Regions from separate parts of the Mus musculus genome. Here all the other regions are linked to region 1. Evidence: chromatin contacts called from public HiChIP or PLAC-seq data. All regions are on one chromosome and are shown on one strand. Each heading gives the region's core, a stretch centred on a gene start, on an enhancer-like site or on the middle of the called end of the contact. The rest is flanking DNA. Distances are from core to core; before and after follow the strand shown.

The links. HiChIP or PLAC-seq counts read pairs in DNA pulled down with a chosen protein or histone mark.
Region 2: a contact with region 1 is called in an H3K27ac HiChIP or PLAC-seq map of microglia, with 8 times the contacts expected there. The contact joins two enhancer-like sites. A contact is called at or near these places in 1 of 484 Hi-C or Micro-C datasets (cerebral cortex) and 4 of 115 datasets of contacts at active chromatin or transcription factors (SST interneurons, T-cell acute lymphoblastic leukemia, fibro-adipogenic progenitors and 1 more).
Region 3: a contact with region 1 is called in an H3K27ac HiChIP or PLAC-seq map of microglia, with 4 times the contacts expected there. The contact joins two enhancer-like sites. A contact is called at or near these places in 1 of 484 Hi-C or Micro-C datasets (bone marrow-derived macrophages), 2 of 115 datasets of contacts at active chromatin or transcription factors (cardiomyocytes and microglia) and 1 of 9 other capture datasets (adipose tissue).

What each region holds. Positions count from the first base shown.
Region 1 is chr4:119,881,668-119,884,367 of GRCm38.p6, reverse strand. The region is part of intron 1 of Hivep3 (human immunodeficiency virus type I enhancer binding protein 3); the gene reads right to left. Among named protein-coding and RNA genes, the nearest start is that of Hivep3, 68 kb to the right of the region's middle. Within about 2 kb of position 1,272, at least 6 of the 459 cell types and tissues checked have an H3K27ac peak or open chromatin away from gene starts, as enhancers often do. A contact at or near this core is called in microglia, where this site is marked.
Region 2 is chr4:120,052,148-120,054,847 of GRCm38.p6, reverse strand. All of the region lies in intron 2 of Hivep3 (human immunodeficiency virus type I enhancer binding protein 3), which reads right to left. Among named protein-coding and RNA genes, the nearest start is that of Gm38632, 20 kb to the right of the region's middle. Within about 2 kb of position 1,332, at least 65 of the 459 cell types and tissues checked have an H3K27ac peak or open chromatin away from gene starts, as enhancers often do. A contact at or near this core is called in microglia, where this site is marked.
Region 3 is chr4:120,086,535-120,089,234 of GRCm38.p6, reverse strand. All of the region lies in intron 3 of Hivep3 (human immunodeficiency virus type I enhancer binding protein 3), which reads right to left. Among named protein-coding and RNA genes, the nearest start is that of Gm36215, 13 kb to the right of the region's middle. Within about 2 kb of position 1,299, at least 5 of the 459 cell types and tissues checked have an H3K27ac peak or open chromatin away from gene starts, as enhancers often do. A contact at or near this core is called in microglia, where this site is marked.

The DNA of each region.
Region 1 (2,700 bases), core at 23-2,522:
AAGAGGATAGTGTGGGGCACCATAAGAGCCAGAGGACCGATGTCTGCTGTGAGATAGTGAGGTGGTATATTCTATAGAAGACAGGGAGCTGTACCACACTATCTCAACAATGTGGTTACCTAAACCTGCACAGTGACAGTACCAGTTGACATGTCAACATGGATGGGTGGAATCTCACAAAGTCTGACCCCTAGATAAAGAGCAATAGGCAATCAACAGCTAACAAGAAAAGGAGATTCAGTCTTCCCCAGAGAAGAGCCCCTGATAAGTTGTTCAACTCTAGTTGTCCAGCCATAAACATACATACATGTGATCAACACTCAATAGATTCAGCAGGCCGTATTTATATTTATATGTGTGCACATATACATATTTGTATTAATTTTTTATCTTTTGGTTGTCCAAGGCAGGGTTTCTCTGTGTAGCCCTGGCTGTCCTAGAACTCACTCTATAGACCAGGCTGGTTTTGAACTCACAGATATCTGCCTGCCACTCCTTCCCGAGTACTGGGATAAAAGGCATGCACCACCACCTCTGGGCAATACATATTTATATTTATTTAGCAGTAATAATTGAAGAAGAAGTATGAATTTGAGAAGGATCAGGAAGGCACAGGAGGAGTTGGAGAGGGAGAAGGGACTGAAATTGACATAAATACAGTACTCATGTATAGAATTATAAACAAAAAATGTAATTAAAACTCATCGTCTTTCATTCTCAAAGTAGTACAAAGAATGATAGTACCCATCTTGTAGAGAAACAAAGAAGCCTGGGCAAATTAATTCACATATGGTTTTTAGAACAGTGGCTCGATTAATATTAGCTATTATTATAACATTATTACTGTTGCTGCCGCAGTCATTATTGGAGAATTGGAGACAATTTCTCTCCTCCTTTTCTTCTTCCTTCTCCTACATGCTAGCCAAATGGGCATAGTGAACTCTATGGCCTCTGCCCATCAGGCAAGGGTGGACACATTCAGGTTCAGAACTTCCACTAACCTCCTGGATTTGAAGCCTGAAGAGTGCCAATCACAGAAGGGACTTGGTGCAGTTTACTGACTGGAATTTCTACATGGAAATACTTGATTGTCTCTGTCTACTATGCCTCCCCATGTCCCCCATTAAAGGCCTGCAACCGCCAACATGTGAGATTTGCCTAATTCATTTCTGCCTATGTTTTGGAAATCAGCAAATGTCCACAGTTTTGTGACCAATAGAGTTTTAGATGAGACAAGCAAAATTAAGACAAAGACATTCTTAACTTCCTCAGGAAGAGAGTCCTGACAGCACTGTCTTGGGGCCCTGGTGAGGGCTATGGGGGAAGTATGTGTACTCAAAGACCCCCCCTCTTCTCCCAGCACCCAGTGTGGGAGTGAGGCCAGTTGAAAGCTCAGCTTCAGCCTCCCCGCCCCCACCCCCAGGAGCCGCCTGTGCCGTGAGAAGCTGCATTAACACGGAGACCGCATGCCTCTCTAAGAGCAGAGGACACAGCAATTGATCCCTGGATGAAGACAAAGATCCCTTTGCCTCTGGTGACTTTTACCAGCATACATTCTTTCTCTCTTTACAGGACAGGACGTGTGAAGGAGGCCTGACAGCTTTTATGGTGTCTTGTTGACCCTGGAGTTCATGGTTTTTCCATAGAAGTTTCTCAAACTCCGACTGAACTATGAAATGTCATCTGTCAGCCCACACTGTTACCTATTGTGAAATATTCTGGAAAGCCAAGATAGAGTAACAGGAGAAATTACGGAATGCTGGAGCTGTCCAAGTTCCTAATGGTCATTATACTCAGCCACCTCATTCTGCAGATTAGGAAACAGGAGCTCAGCGGGATCACCCAGCTGGCTAATGGTAGAAACAGCTGGATGGGAGGGGGACCTGTATGGATTTGCTTTCTGTTCCTGTGATAAGCACCATGACCTAAAAGCAACTTGGAGAGGGAAGGGTTATTTGGCTCATGCACTTTCTCACAGTCCATCATTGGGGTGGGGGTGGGGGTGGGGGGAGGGTGTGGGGGGGGATGTCAGAGCAGGAACACAAGCAGAAGTGAAGTGAAGAAGCGAAGGCCTGCTGCTTACTGGCTTGCTCTCCATGACTAACTCCATCTGCCTTTTCTATATCGCTTTTCTATAACCCAGGACCACCTGCCCAGGGATGACACCACCTACAGTGGGCTGGATCCTCCCACAGCAGTCATTAATCAAGAAAGTGCCCCCACAGACATGCAGGCAGGCCAGTCTAATTCCTCAGTTGAGGTTCCCTCTTCCCATGAGCCCCTTGTTTGTGTCAGTTTGACAAAAGTCCATCTAGCACAGGTTCACACTCAGCTCCCAGCTCCCTGCTGTGGGTGTGTGTGCAGATTCCCATTTAGTCATTCCAAAATATTGAAGAGCTTGCATTGCGGGGTGCTTGGAGCCAGGGCTGCAGTGATCTACAGTGCGGCTTGGGAGTTTACATCCTGGTGGGTGCAGGAAAAGGACAGTGTCTCTCTCCCTCTCTCTCAGACCTGGATGTACTGTGCCCAGATTCTAGTGCTCACTTAAAGGTTGGGGAGCCTACTGTAAGAGGTGGGTCACTACTGTAGGAGGTATGGAAGCAGATCAATAGGGGTACATCTTTGAAGGCTACAGGTGCACCCCTTATATTGCCCCCCCCCCATTCTCCGGGCTTCCACCATCACTTACAGAAGGAGCCA
Region 2 (2,700 bases), core at 83-2,582, 170 kb before region 1:
AGGTGGCCTCCTTCTCCCGAGAGAATGACCAGACAGGCCATGGGCCTCAGCCTCTGATATGGATTGATGTGCCATAAAATGCTGGGGAAAACACCCAATCAAGGAGAGGGTGGGCAGAGAGGAGGGAGACGCCCTTTGATAGGTACTGAGGACAGAAAAAGAGGAACGTGCAATGAACGTCCGAGTGAATGGATCCCACCATGTAGTAGTGAGCGGCAGGGAGGGAACAAGACCTCAGGCTCCACACTTTGACAGAACAGGCTTATGGTCTCCAGACCCTGTGAGGGGAAAGGGTAGGTGGGCCTCAATCGCACTTGGTGGGGTACAGCCACCCTAAAACCTTAAGGAATGATGGAGCAGGCTGAGCAGCAGGAGTGACCCTGGGGGCCAAGACCCAAAGAGCTGTTCCCTGCATGCCAGCCGGCTACAGGCAGTCCTCTCATGGGAAGGTCAACAGGCCTGCGCTGCGTGCATTCACGGGAGAGCAGAGGGGACACTTCCCCTCCCCGAGGCCCCTGGGACACCCAAAAGGGAAGTAAGCTGATCCAGCTGAATGGCTTCCACAAAACACTGCTGCCCTGGCTGGAGTTCAGAGATGCAAAGGTGAAGGGGACACGGCTTGCCCCATGACATCAAACAGCTAACTGGGAATCTGGGCAAGAAAACTACCAGGCAGCTTATTCCTCCACGGAGCCGCAACATCTCCTGTCTGCAGAGGCAGAAAGCAGGGGTAGGACCAAACCCACAGGCGCCGAGTGTCTGTTAATGCTGTCCTTATAATGATGCTACAGAACAGCTCTATTCACATCTGTCAGCTGAAGAAACTGAGGCCCAGAGCTGTGAGCTTCGAGCAGCCTTCCATGGCAGAAGGCTAGCCCAAGGCTCTGGCACTAAAGAATTAGTTGCTCTCAGGTCACTGTCACTGTGTGGCCTCAGATACATCATTTCACACCTCAGTGGCTCAGTATGCTCACCTGGAAAATGGAAGCAACAGGGCTTATCCGGACCGGCGTCGGATTTAAATAGCACAGCGTCAATTCTCCGGAAATTGAGGCCTGTCCCTCTTCCTCTTTTGGTTATTTCTGACTTTCAAGCTTTATGCCTATCTACAGAGTTTGTCTTGCAATAGAATAAGCTAGAAATCCCGCAACAAAATCACTGTGATCTATTCATAGGGAGAAGGGACACAGAAACAAAGTGCGCGCGTGCACACACACACATACACACACACACACACACACACACAGAATGTGCACACAGGATGACTGTGGGAAGCTGCAGGGACTGAGACCTTCAGCACTTGGTCAATACCTGCTGAGATTGCAAAGTATGGCCATGATTTTGGAGGAAGGATGACTCTCTTCAACCACAATAGCCTCTTCAGCTCACAGGGGAAGCCTAGTGGTGGCCAGGCTCCCCAGGGATCCTCCCCAGCCTCTGGCCTAGGGACCAGGCTGCCCCCATTTTTAGCTCTGATCCCCCCTCCCCACCTAACCAGCTCAGGGTCTCACAAATAGGTAAGGCCATGTGTGCTACAGAGCAGAGTCACTGGGCTGCAGTGGCCCTTCCCTTTTCTGGCCTGGAGGCTCTGAAAGGGACACTTTTTCCATAGAGTGTTTCCACTACCTCAGTGATTTGCATAGTCCCCAACTCTGTTGCCTAGTTTTCTGTCAATGTGACCCAAGCTAGAGTCATCAGAAAGGAGGGAACTTAAATTGAGAAAGTGCCTTCATAAGATCCAGCTGTAAGGCATTTTCTTAATTAATGATCAACTGAGAAGGGTCTAGCCCATTGTAAATGGTGCCATCCCTGGGCCAGTGGTCCTGGGTTCTATAAGAAAACAGGCTGAGCAAGCCATGTGGAGCAAGCCAGTAAGCAGCACCCCTCAGTGGCCTCTGTATCAGTTTCTGCCTCCACGTTTCTGCCCTCTTTGGGTTCCTGTCCTGACTTCCTTCAGTGATGAACAGTGAGTGATATGTAAGCCAACACTTTTTTCCTGCCCTTGCCTTTGGTCATGGTGTTTCACCAGAGCCATAGAAACTGTAACCAAGACACCATCTATATGCCAGTTCTGGTTTCAGTGAAGCCCCTCAGCTCTGTGGGGTCTGTCACACTTGATAGGGGGCAAGGAAGCCTTTGTCCTAGCTACAGGATGTGCCATCCTGGGGCAACCCTCCTGACCATTCCTGGCCCTGACTGGCTGCTCTTCATTTAGAAGTAGATAAAACATGGCTCTAGTTTGAATCCACCCTCTTCTACTTTGGAGCCAGATCATCAAGGCAGAGTGTTCTTTTAACATCTCTGGGCCTGTGATAGCTCATTTGTAGGGAGGGAGGAGAGTCAGTGCCTGCCCAGATGAGTCTGGGAAAGCCATCTATTACCTCATTCACAAAGAACACTTAGCGTGGTACCTGGCCCAGAGCCTTAGTGAGAGTCCATAAATAAGAGCAGAAGCACTTGAAGGCAGCCTGGCTCAAACCCCCACACTTGCCCTGCACTGAAACCAACACACAGCAATATTTGAACTCCTCCACCTCCCAGCTCATCCTTTGCATGGGCACACAGACTGTCTCTTCACCATGCCATTCCCTGACGAAAACCCTCTGGTGGCCCTTAAATGACACATTCCTCCGAACACTTGGATGTTTCTTACATGCATGCCAGGATGTCCTGGGTGCCAGTCTTCCTGGCTCTCATCTG
Region 3 (2,700 bases), core at 50-2,549, 200 kb before region 1:
TTCATCCACTGGGTTGCCCATTGTTATCCACCTAGTTAGCATGCTGCCCTCCTGCCTTGTCATTTATTTTTATCTGCCTTCCCTAGAAGCATCCAAAGCCATGTCTGGACACCGAGAGAACTCAGTGGGCACTTGTGAACTTAAGCCGACCTACTTATCTTCAATGGGCCAGGAAGTGCTACTGAGGACACCCTGGGGAAGACTAGAACCTGTCAGGAGACCGGGTCAGACTCGTATCTTCTGGCTACTGTGCTCTGCCAGGATCACTGCCTGGAACAGATCTGGATTCTACAGCAGCCTGTATGCTTGTCAGCGCCCAGTAGGTCTCCAGCTGTCTTTTGACCACATTTTGTTTAAGTGACATTGGTACAAAAAGCTGCCTAAGTAGTTAGGGTTCTTCTGTCTACCATGAAGGGACATATATAGGACATGGGACAACAGGGCCAGTGGCAAGATGGCTCAGTGGGTAGGGGTACTTGGTGCCAAGCCAGATCACCTGAGGTCAATTTCTGGAATCTACACGGCAGAAGGAGAGAACCAAGTTTCACAAATTGTCCATGGTACACATGTGCTCACTCATATACACACAGTAGATAGATAATTTTTTAATTAAGGAAAGAACACACTACAACATCACACACACACACACACACACACACACACACACACACACACACACATACACAGGCATACATATACACACAGGCATGTGAGTGGGCGCACAGGCATAGAAGCACACACATCCTATAAGTATACTAGAAGGGCAGATCACTGTTGTTGACTATGCCCACAGTGAACAAGGGCACTGCCTACAGTCTCTCTCTTCATGCCTGTGTGGCAGGTGGACATTACTGTCCTTGCAGTGGCATGCAGTCATGACCACTCTGCAACATGTTTTATTTATCTGCTCCATCTCAAATGTTCCACGGAACTCCTCATACAGGGCCAGTCCAACTGAAAACGGCCTAAGTCAACTCAAATTGGAAACAAGACCTCAACACAAAGCCAAAACTATAAAACCCTTAGAAGAAAACATACAGGAAAAGCCTTGTGATGTTGGAACTAGTAATGATATTTTAAATATAACACAAAGCAAAAAAGTCAAAAAGATTAAACTGGACAGCATTGAGATCAGTGACCCCTACACGTCAATGGTCAAATCAGAAGAGGGTGAAAAGCCTGCAGACTGAGAGGACATAGCTGTAGTTATAGCTCTGACAGAGTAAGTTCCATGCAGTAAAGAATGCCTACGAATCAGCAACAACAAAAGCAAGGACTTCTGCTTTTAAAATGACCACAGGACTCCAGCAGACGTCTCTGAAGTTCTTCAAATAACCAATAAGCACAGGGAAAGATGTCCAGCAGGTCTGATTATTAGAGAAAAGGAACTCAAGCCCAGAATCCAATCCCCTCTCACCCACGTTAGTTAGGATAGCTTCTATCAAGAAAGAAAGGAAGAGTGTGGAAATGGCTCAGCAGGTAAAGCACCCACGTAAATGTCAGGCAGGCTGGCTGTAACCCCAGACCTCAGGAGGTGGAAACGGGAGACCCCCCCCCCCCCAGGACAGGCTGGCGAGACTAGCCCAATATGCAAGCTCTGAGTTCAAATGGGAGATCATGCCTCTCCCTCCCCCCACCCCTAGCTCCGCCTCCCTGGCACTGCAATTACAGGCGCACACCTCCTGTTCTAGCTCTTTATGTGGGAGCTGAAAACCCAAACTGAGGTCCTCATGCCCGTGCAACAATCACATCACCCATCGGGTCATCTCCCGAGCCCCACCCCCACCCCCAAACAGCAATGCTTTTAATAGGATCAGGAAGGAGCTCAACTCAACAGCCAATCTGATTGTGCCATGAAGTTTTTCTCCTGTGTGACGGTGAGATCCAATTCTAGGTTTTACATTTAAGTCCTTAATCCACTTTGAGTTGATTTTTGTAGGTGTGATATAAGGTAAAGCTTCAGTCTCATTTCTCCATATGTGGATATGAATACATCATTGTGTATTCTTGGCAAAAGATGGGTGGCCATAGATGTATGGGTTTATTTTGAGATCTCTATTCTGTTTCACTGGTCTATATGCCTAATACTGTACTGCTTTGATTACTGTATCTTTGTAACATAATTTGCAACCAAGAGGTGCATTGTTTCCAGCTTTCTTATTTTTCTTCAGGATTTAGTTTTTCATAGGGATTTTCATATATATATAAAATTGGGTTTTATCTATTCCTGTAAAGAGCATGTTAGTATGTTTATACACCAAATCTGTAGATTTCTTAGGACAGTATGGAAATTAAACAACATTAATTCTTCTAGTTCATGAACATGAGATGCAAGATGCCTTTACATTTGGGTCTTCAATTTTTCTTAATGAGAATTTTTTTGGTTTTGGTATATAACTCTTTCCTTTCCTTGGTTAAGTTTATTCCTAACTATATTATTGTTTTGTGTACCACTGCAAATGATATTGTTTTCCTACCTTACTTTTAAGATAGATCATTGCCAGTGTATAGACAAGTAACTTATTTCTATGATTTTGTATATTGAGCGCTTACTAAATTTATCATATGTAATAATAATCAGTGCATGATGAGTGCATGCCATTATGCATGTATGGTAGATGTTGGGGGAGCAACCTTATGTAGCCAGTCCTCTTCTCCACTTTTATATGGGTTCTAAGGATAGAACTCACGTTTCTAGGC